Regions from separate parts of the Hordeum vulgare genome. Here region 2 is linked to region 1. Evidence: chromatin contacts called from public Hi-C data. All regions are on one chromosome and are shown on one strand. Each heading gives the region's core, a stretch centred on a gene start, on an enhancer-like site or on the middle of the called end of the contact. The rest is flanking DNA. Distances are from core to core; before and after follow the strand shown.

Region 1 (5,322 bases), core at 1,327-3,826:
ACTTCATATGTCAACAAGAACATTGGAAGCGCTATGCTAAATTGTTCTTGATCTATTATCCAAACAGTGTTGGTAAACATCATGATTCTCCTTGCCCTTTTATCTAAATGGTTATGTACTTGGTGACCTATCATGTATACCATGCTTTATTTTCCTTGGGAACGGTATACTCTAAAACTTGTGTGTGAACACATTTTCCTTCCCATTGGTCTGTGTAAACTTTCTTGTAATCTAACTTATCTGAGAAGTGGTAATTACCTGCTTAGGTAAAAACTTCAGTGTACAACTCTGTCAGTAAGACCCCGTTTCTATTTAGGATAACATTCGGGTAGCCGCCGACGGACAAGAGCTTTGCCTATTGGTCCACCTTGTTTTAACGAGTAGGAAAATGGTTCTATTCGTCCCCCGCCCTTGGTACCGAAGTTGTTGCCAACATAACTAACATGTTATTCTCTCACATGTCTTGCTACCAAGACCATGCAAGGTGTCACCGATCGGCCTACTTTTAACCCCACATGGTGGGCCCATAACCCACAATTCTAGAGAATAGAAACCTCACTCTTTTGTACACCTTTGATTCCAAGGTATCCTTTGCACTTGGCTTCGTATGTAATTCCCGAGCCACCATCCAAGGGATGATATATTCTAGCATCAGACGCAATATTCATTCTTATTGTTCCGGACCCCTTTCACCTTCTGATCAAGCATCAAATGTTTGCCTACCCGTTTCAAACTTTTGTACCATCACATCTTGCACCCTATGAATTCCCTGGGATACAACTCGAGGAATAATTCTTGTCTTCTTCCCTGGGTTCACCGTGAGCTCCCCAACTTTGTGTTGCTACATCCTTCTAGAGTTTTCCCTCTTATCGCATCCATGGGATGATAAAGACCCCGAAGGAAGGATGACTACTTCATCCGGATGACCTTGAAGAGAGAATTGAAGACACTAACGAAAGGGATCAACTTCTTTGAGAAGAGCAACCAAGTACAAGAACACTCGTTAGAATTTCGTAACCAAACGTTTCCCCCTTACCTCTACCTCTCAATTCTCGGGACGAGAATTTCTTTTAGTGGTGGAGAGTTGTGACACCCCTGAATTCATGCTACAGTAATGCCCCCCCTAATGGTGCCATGTCATCAAGTTGAACTAAGCCAGATTTTCACTTAATAAAATCAAAATCAAATTTGAAATTTAAACTAAAGTTAAATTATTATTTCTTCAAACATAATAAAAAAATGTCGTAATGTTGCAAATATTCCATAGTTAATTATGGTGGTGAACCAAAATTTCTATAAAGTGTAATAATTGCCCTAGAATATTTAAAAAATGCCAAAAGGCATTTTAAAATGCTTTTCTAAATTATGAAAAATTCAAACAACTTCAAATGTCTCCAAAACTTTTTGTGACAACATTAAATATTGCACACTATTTATGTGGCTAAGTCCCGTATTTTACAAAGGTCATTTGTAGGCTAAATAAAATACAAGACTACCGTTGAAAAAAAAACAAAAAATAAAATAATAGTGAAAAAGAGAAAGGACCTACTGCTACACTCGACCCTAGTGGCCACAGTGCAACACAACCCACTGGCCACGTCCTTTCTCCCACCTCTTGCAACAAGAGGAGGCAGAGCCATGGCCTGCACGCGTGCGTGCCGTCCACTCGCCCGATCTCCTTGTGTCAGCCGTCCGGCGATTCCCGCCGAGGATAAGGTCGTTCCCCCTGCTCTCTCTCTCCCTCCCCAAACCCTAGCCCTCTCCTAGTTCCTTCCTTGCGTCGTTGCTCGCTTCCCCACACACACAGCCGCGTCGTCGTCACCACGTCATCACCGATCCCGCGACCATCAAGCCTCCGACACCTCCTCATGGTGCCCATAGGCTTCCCCGATGTCAACTATGCCGACTGCGGGCATCAAATCGACTAGAGCCGAACTAAATCCTCGCCATCGAGCTCCACCACGTTGTCGGACGCCCCACTACCTCGCCATCGTGCTGCTCCTCCAGGACGTCGCCGGCCTCCCCGACCTCGCCTTTGAGCTCCCCGTGAGCCCCACTCTCCATTCCCCTCTCCCCTCCTCGATTTTCCCTCATAGCCACTGCTCCAAGCTCGGCTATAGCTCCGCTCGAATGCGCCCCCTCACCCGCTCGCTGCAGCCGTCCGTGCCATCTGTGTGTGCCCCGCCGCTGCATGTGCTCCCCCGCGCCGTCCGCATGCACGACCGCTGCACCTACAGTGAGCTGCTACTCCCGTCGATGTTGTGCTGCTGCTCCGATGCCGCTGTTGCTGCGCCTCGCTTGTTGCTCCTTGCGTCTACTGCTGCTCTACTACTGCCGCGCCACTGCGTTGCTGTTGCGCGGCAGCTACTCTGCCCCGCCGTATTCGCCTGCCGTTAGCCGCCTCCGCCCGCTCGCTTGGCCACCACCGCTGCCTCGTGCCCGCCGGCGCCTGGCCCCGTCCGCCGTCACTCCCCATGATGCCGAGCCTAGCTAGGACCAGAGCCGGCTGGCCCTCCTATGGCTCACTCGCAGCTGGGTCCAAGTGGACCTAGTTGACCCCGATGACCGGTCAACAGGTCAACTCTAACCTGCTAACTCTGCCAGCCCCAGGCCCCACTAGTCAGTCTGTGGTGCACGTGTGAGTGCACTACACCGGGTGTACCTAGCAATTTCCATTTAATTTCGAAATAATATTTTTTTTCTTCAAAAAATCATTAAAACTTTGAAAATCATTTAAAAGTAATTCATAACACCAATTAAAATGATTTATATATGAAAAATGACCAGAAAAATATAACGAATCTGATTATGCCTTACACATATCCGTGATACCCCTCTAACATAATGAACATGGACATTTGGCATTAGGATCATCTGTCCTAAAAATACCTGGAGCCGGGAAAATATTGTCGGATATTTCCCCCTTCTTTTAAAATTGCTTAGGGATGCATTAGAGCATGTCACCCAGAGAAATTGCCATGCCATTGCATTTGTGTTGCATTTGATTTCTCCGTTATTTATTTGTTTCGCCTTTCGTTACTTCTTTCCGGTAGAGCCCGAGACCGAAGTTGATCTGGTGATCGATTACTTCACCGTCAATGGTCTGTATCTGTGTGCACAGAAACCACACAAGCAAACCCCCTTGATCATCCCTTTATCGCCCATTCTTTTTCCCTCCTGCTTGCATTAGATTTTGCTACTGTTGTAGATAGCTCCTATTCTGATGCATAGCCTATTTTTATGAAACTTCTATTATACCCTATTGCATATCAAATGCTTAGTATAGGTGGATTAGTGATCCCGAGTGACCCTACTGGCATTATAATTTTGCTCAATCAAAGTAGACAAGGGCATATCATTAGGATCAACATGAGTATTTTCATTAGCAACCAAATTCATAAGAGCATCCACTTTTTCACTCCAAGTAGCGGTTTCCTCAACAAAATTTACCTTCTTACCAATTGGAGATCTCTCGGTATGCCATTGAGAATAATTGGTCATAATGTTATCCAGACTTTTTGTGGCCTCTCCTAAGGCCACGTCCATAAAGGTACCACCTGCAGCAGAATCTAGAAGATTTCTTGACACAAAGTTTAGTCCATCATAGAAGTTTTGGATAATCATCCACAAGTTTAGACCATGAGTGAGGCCATTCCTTATCATCAATTTCATTCTCTCCCATGGTTGTGCAACATGTTCTTGATCACACTGTTTAAAATTCATTAGTTGATTTCTAAGGGAGATGATTTTAGCAGGAGGAAAATAATTGGCAATAAAAGCATCTTTACACTTATTCCATGTTCCAATACTATTGCGTGGTAAAGATGAAAACCGAGCTTTAGCTTTGTCTCTTAGTGAAAACGGAAACAATTTAATTTCACTATATCACTATTCATATCCTTTTTCTTTTGCAAATCACAAAGTTCAACAATGGTATTAAGATGTGAAGTGGGATCCTCATCATGACTTCCCAAAAATTGATCTTTCATGTCAAGATTCACCAATGCAACATCAATATTAAAAGCCTCCGCACTAGTGGCGGGTGGTATAGGAGTACTAAGAAAATCATTTTATTAGTATTTGAGAACTCACACAACTTAGTAGTTTCTTGAGACATGGTGACCGAGCAAGCAAAGTAACAAGCCGGACAAATAAACTAGAGAGTGAAGATGCAAACTAGTGACAAGCTAAGCAAGCAAAGGTAAATATTTTTGTATTTTTATTTTTCTGATACAAACTAAATATACCATCAAACAAAAAAGAGGAATAAGTGAATGAAAATTTATGTGAAGTTTATTGGCAGTTGGTGATGATATTCCCCGACAACGACGCTAGAAATCCTTCGTCATACTTGTGATTTGCATTGGGTTTCCCGTGAAGAGGAATGAGTTATCGCAGCATAATGTGGGTAAGTATTTCCCTCAGTTATGAAACCAAGTTTTATCAAACACATAGTAATATCAACAACAACCGTCTTCAGCGTCTGCACACAAAAGAACAAATAACTTGCACCCAATGCGGGCAAGAGGATTGCCAATCCCCTTGGTCTCGTTGTTTGCAAGCAAGTGAGATGTGTAGATAATTGCAAATTCAAAAATAAAATGAAAACAAATAAATGACAGCAAGGTATTGAAGGTTTTGTAAATATATGGTGAATAGACCCGGGGCCCATAGTTTTCCCTAATGGCATCTCTCATGAAGAACAACATATGGTGGGTATACAAATTATTGTTGGGCAATTGATAGAAAATAGGATAGTTATGTGATATTCATGGCAATGATCATGTGTATATAGGTATCACGTCCATAAACAAATGGCCGACTCTTACCTGCACCTATTACTGTTACTCCACTCATCGACCGCTATCCAACATGCATCTACAGTATTAAGTAAAGCCGACTAATGCATGGAGAGCGATGTCATGATGCAGACAAAGTAAACTCAAGCAATATGATTAAACCGCATAGTGTAATCCTTAGTAGCAGAAACACAAAGACACACTTTGTCCCCTTATATCACCGGGATATATAAATTTTCCAGGTTGAACCTACTACAACGCACCACTCTCACCAAAGAAATATCAGTCTAGTTGGCCAAACTATTTCAATAGATCGGAGAGAATTACGAAGCTATCACAACCATGCACATAAGAATCATATTAGTATTTAGAGAAGACTCAAATATTTATCATGAATAATCTGAACATAAACCCACAATTCATCGGATCTCAGCAAACACAGCGCACAAAAGGATTACATCATATGGAACAAAGCGAAGATGCAATGATCATTGTATTGATGATTAAGAGAGAGAGAATTGAC
Region 2 (5,322 bases), core at 1,494-3,993, 300 kb after region 1:
CCATGGCTGGGCCGCCCATCACCCATGGAGCCGCCGTCGCCCGTGGCAGGGCCGACCACCACGCCGCCGCCAACCGCAGCCATCACCGGCACGCCGCAAAGACTGGATGGGTCGCGCCTCCATACGTTTAGGGGCCTCGCATCACCCCTAAGACGCGGGAGAGAGGGAGTCCCTGCCACCGCAGTCGGCCCTTGGGCTTAGTCCGACGATGACGAAGGGAAGGGAGCAGGGAGTTCACACCCCGGTGATAGGGTTTGGGCGCCGTCCTAGTCACCCTACCCGTCTGGTAGTGCAGTGTTAGATTATTTGATTGCTTGCAAATTCATTTGTTCTTTTGAAAGTGCCATGACAGATTTGAGAGAGGTTATCCTCACAACAAGATGGTACATACGGCGGATTAAAAGACATAAAGTTAAGGGAGAAATGGTACAACCAATCCCACATGGAGTTATGTCAAATTCATATTTGATAGCAAATTGTACTCGATCCTCCAACAAACTACTCCCGTCATTTCTAAATAGAAGTTTCTTAGATATTTTACTACGGATTACATACGAAATAAAATAAATAAATCTACATTCTAAAATATGTTTATACACATTCGTACGTAGTGTTTGGTGAAATGTTTAAAAAGATTTATATTTAGGACCAGAGGGAGTAGAATAGAGGAAGAAGAGTAGCTGGAGCAGAGCAAGGGAAGGCTTTGTTTGGGTCAATGTGAATGCTTTTTTATGTTAAAGAAAACAAACAGGCATGCATGCAAATAAAAGTCTTTTGTGGTGTAGTACAGTATTAATTTTGCTGGAATTAGCATCTGTGGCGTGAGTAAGCAGTATTGGTTCCGTCCTAGTCCTAGGGGCACCGGACGTTCCTGCCTGGACCGCCGTAGTAAAAGTAGCTGCCCCACGCGCCGCCCTGGCCGCCGGCGATGTCGTAGCACCCCGGGTGGTCGGCGAGGAGCCGGAGCCCTGCCGCCGGGATGAGGTTGTTGTCCCAGTCCACGACCTGCAAGTTGCGGAAATATGCCGCGCGGCCGTACCCTTCCCCCGGGAACCGGCCGCTGCCCATCTGCGTGGGCGTGTGCGACCCCGAGGGCCGCGTGTTCACCGCCTCGCCACCGAACTGCACCATGTCGGCGCCGCCGCGGCCGCGCGCGCCCAGGTGGGTGAAGAGGGAGGACGGCCAGTACCCCACCAGCGCGCCCGACGGGCCCAGCTGCAGCCACCAGTTGCCCTTCTTGGGGTCCTTCCAGATCATGAGCGTGATGTCGAACTGCCGGCCGCCGTAGGCCGACACCGGCGTGATGGCGGCGCCGATCACCACGCGGCCGTTGATCTGCACGAACCCCGCGCAGTGCAGGTTGTAGCACCCCGTCTCCTGGTACGCGTCGCTCTGCATCGCATACATACATGGATTTTCATGGACAAACAGTTGAAGATGACTGAACTTTTAGACGACATCGTTTAGAGAGCTTACGGTCCAGTAGGTGAAGAACCTCGGGCTGTTGTCCCCGTATAGCTCGGGGCTGACCTGCCACCCGGCCTCGATGGTGTTGAGGTCGTTGCCGAAGGAGCCGGAGATGACCCAGATCTGGGACAGGCTGAACTCCGCCGGCGACGACACCTGCGCCGGCCACACGTTCAGGCTCGCCTTCGCGCCGTAGAACTGCCCGCCGGTCACGTACCCCACCGCGTGCTGCATACCACCACAATGACATTCAGTATCCGGTACACTAGTACAGTGGCCGTATCCTTTTGTCTGCATACGTGTCCAAATGACTGACTGATACTCCTAAACAGAGACTGAATCGAAGGAGTGGTCATCATTGGCGGGGAGCCGGTGACTGACCTCATGGCCGTTGCTGGTGGAGTCCCGCCGCGCCGCGGCACTCTTGGGCTTCATCCCGAACCTCCGAACGGAACTGGCCCTGAGCAGATCGCCCTCCGTCGTCCGCCTCACCGGTATGGTCCCCTTCGGGCACCACTCGCCGGAGCTCCTCCACGTCTGCGGCAAGACCTCCTCCTCCTCGTCGTCTTCCACGGCGTCGGCATTCCCTGGCCTTGCCGCAGGTTCGTCCTGCAGCGGCTCAACAACCATTAGCGATCACCTCAAGGGCATACGCGAGAACACGATGCACATTGCAGCCGGTCAGTCACTGTCAGTCAATCAGAATTCAGAACAACACTAACGTACCTCTGGTCTCTGGCCTCTGAGGCTGGGATGGTCGAACGCGGGCTGCAGGTGAGAGGGCACGCAGTCTATGACGTCGCCGTCAGGGCTCTGCGAAATGATCAAAACCAGTTACTACCTGGCAAAAAAGGGACAAATTTCACGTACGATGTGACGAACGAGAAGAATGTCTGGTGTACGTGCCTGGATCGTCTTGACAGTGGCTTCCCTGACCCTGGCGAGCTGGGCCCTCATCCGCCGGAGCCCGAGCTGCTCCTCGCCGAAGCGGAGCGCCGTCGTGCTGCCATTGCCATTGCCCGTCGTCGCGGAGGAGACGAGGGCGGGGAAGACGAGGAGGAAAGAGACGAAGGAGGCAATGATTGGGCAGCAGCAAGAAGCCATCGACGAGCAGGGCTGCCCTGAGTTTCGTAGCAGCCTAGGATCAGAAGAAGAAGAGGAAGAAGCTTAATACTCTTCCAAGGCGTCAGTCAGTATGTGCGCGCGCGCACCAGCATTGGCGCGGTTGTCTTCTTCCTACCGCCCTCGAGCTCGCTATAAATACACACAGGCATCCATAGATCACTAGATACACGGATGGATAGATACCTGGGAGTATGGCACCAAACGAACCAGCAGTGAGACGGAATTATCAGCAGGTCATTTGGCCGACTCTGCGCTCCGGTGGGCGGCTGATTTGGCTCACCAGCCTGCAGGCCTTTTTCTTCCGTGCGACGGACCAGCACAGCATAATTGTCTCGAAATGAGCACCACGCGTAGCCATGCCCCCATCATTTTTTCCTAGCCGTATGCCCGCTCCTGTCCCCTCTCCCACTCCACGCTGCTGCCTTTTGGTCTTTCCTTTAGTAGATCTCAGTGGAGGCCAGCCCGGTGGCATGGCATGTAACTTTTCTTTGTGCTGCAGAACGATGGGTGCTCCCCATGTGCCGAGAGATTTAGGCAGATCTGTGCAATGTCCAGAACACTGCTTGGTTAGGCAGAACAGGTTTTACATCCTGTTACCTTTGAGCTCGGCAGTACAGACTGCGTAGTTCAGAGGCACGATCGGGGTTACTGGATTCCAGGACACTTCATTACTTGTGTTGAAATTAGTAGCGGGCCTTAGGCCCATAAGATAATTTCAAAAATCTCCAAAGGTCCATGTAGGTGAGGGCATGACAAGGTGGTGGTGAAAAGTTTAGTCCCACTCCGTTAGTGGAGAAAAAGTTTGATCCTTTATAAGGGTCTCTATTCTATATGCTATTGGAGAGTGAAAAGGGAAGAAGCCCTCGCGCACTCCTCCCTCGCCGCCCGCCACGCCTCGTCACGACGTAGGTTGCGGGAATGAGCCGAGCTCCCACGTCTCTCCACCCGGCCGCCTATATAAGTAGGGCTAACACCAACCCTAGCCATCACGAGAATCAGATCACATCTGCCTCACGCGATCGTTCCTTTGCTGCTGCTGCCGCGGGCGACTCCGTCCCGTTCACCGCGCTCGTGGATTAATTTACTCAAAAAATCGCCTATTTACTCAACAATCCAAAAAACTAATTTGTGTAGGATTTTTTGAGTAATGGTTTTGCTGTTGCACTGAAACCGGATAAGTTTATTGGTACTTATTTCAAGCGTTGGCCACCATCCTATTCCTTGGAGTAGTTATAAGCGTGATCGGAGATAAGCTGGTTGATGCATATTTACATATGCATGTTGCCAAAGAGCTGTGGGAGGCGCTCAAATCTAAATTCGGGGTCACTGATGCTGGGAGTGAGATGTATGTTATGGAGCAGTTCCATGATTACAAAATGGTTGACAACTGTTCTGTATTGGAACAGGCTCATGAGATAATGATCACATCTGCCTCTCGCGCTCGTTCCTTTGCTGCTGCTGCCGCCGGCGACTCCGTCCCGTTCACCGCGTACACAGTCGACGGGAGAGCAGGCCTCCGAAACCCAGCCTCTCCGCTCACCTCCGTCCGTCTGCTTCGTCTACATCCACGTCGTCCTCGTCATCGCCATGGCTGAACCATTCGAGGCCGATCGTCTCGCCCTTGAAGCCGACAAGAAGGCGGCAGCATCTTCTACGGTATAATTTGTTTATCCCACTCCTTTCCGTTTCAATCCTAGCAGTACTACTTGCATGCATAGATGTATCAACTATATGCGTAGTATGTGCTAGATTAGTCATGATCAGTATGTCATTAGTCTAGTCAATGCCATGCTAGTGATTATCTCATGGATTAATTTACTTGGAAAATCGCTTATTTACTCAACAATCCAAAAAACTAATTTGTGTAGGAATTTTTCGAGTAATGGTTTTGCTGCTACACTGAAACCGGAGAAGTCTACCGGTACTTATTTCAAGCGTTGGCAAACGAAAACCGCCTTATGACTCATAGCTATGAACGTGTTCTGCGTAGCCGGTGTCACTCCCACGGGAACGATCTCTGCTGAACATCAGAAGATGTTGGCGGAGGCCACCGTCCTATTCCTTGGAGCAGTTATAAGCGTGATCGGAGATAAGCTGGTTGATGCATATTTGCATATGCATGTTGCCAAAGAGATGTGGGAGGCGCTCGAATCTAAATTCGGGGCCACTGATGCTGGGAGTGAGATGTATGTTATGGGGCAGTTCCACGATTACAAAATGGTTGACAACCGTTCTGTATTGGAACAGGCTCATGAGATAATGATCACATCTGCCTCACGCGCTCGTTCCTTTGCTGCTGCTGCCGCTGGCGACTCCGTCCCATTCACCGCGTACACGGTCGACGAGAGAGCAGGGCTCCGAAACCCAGCCTCTCCGCTCACCTCCGTCCGTCTGCTTCGTCTACGTCCATGTCGTCCTCGTCATCGCCATGGCTGAACCATCCGAGGCCGATCATCTCGCCCTTGAAGCCGACAAGAAGGCGACATCATCTGCTACGGTATAATTTGTTTATCCCACTCCTTTCCATTTCAATCCTAGCAGTACTACTTGCATGCATAGATGTATCAACTATATGCGTAGTATGTGCTAGATTAGTTCATGATCAGTATGTCATTAGTCTAGTCAATGCCATGCTAGTGATTATCTCGTGGATTAATTTACTCGGAAAATCGCCTGTTTACTCAACAATCCAAAAAACTAATTTGTGTAGGAATTTTTCGAGTAATGGTT

What was found. Hi-C and Micro-C count contacts between places; a contact is called where the count stands out from the background.
Region 2: a contact with region 1 is called in a Hi-C map of seedling, with 2.1 times the contacts expected there. The contact joins the promoter of LOC123407872 here to the enhancer-like site in region 1. A contact is called at or near these places in 2 of 6 Hi-C or Micro-C datasets (leaf and seedling).

Annotation. Positions count from the first base shown.
Region 1 is chr1H:114,524,390-114,529,711 of MorexV3_pseudomolecules_assembly, forward strand. No RefSeq gene overlaps it. Among protein-coding and RNA genes, the nearest start is that of LOC123426631, 130 kb to the right of the region's middle. Within about 2 kb of position 2,577, at least 3 of the 3 cell types and tissues checked have open chromatin away from gene starts, as enhancers often do. A contact at or near this core is called in leaf and seedling, where this site is marked.
Region 2 is chr1H:114,822,558-114,827,879 of MorexV3_pseudomolecules_assembly, forward strand. LOC123407872 reads right to left here and starts at 2,744. Exons shown (of 5, transcript XM_045101112.1): 1 at 2,374-2,744; 2 at 2,194-2,280; 3 at 1,849-2,076; 4 at 1,477-1,695; 5 at 449-1,392. The coding sequence starts at 2,571. The coding sequence ends at 853.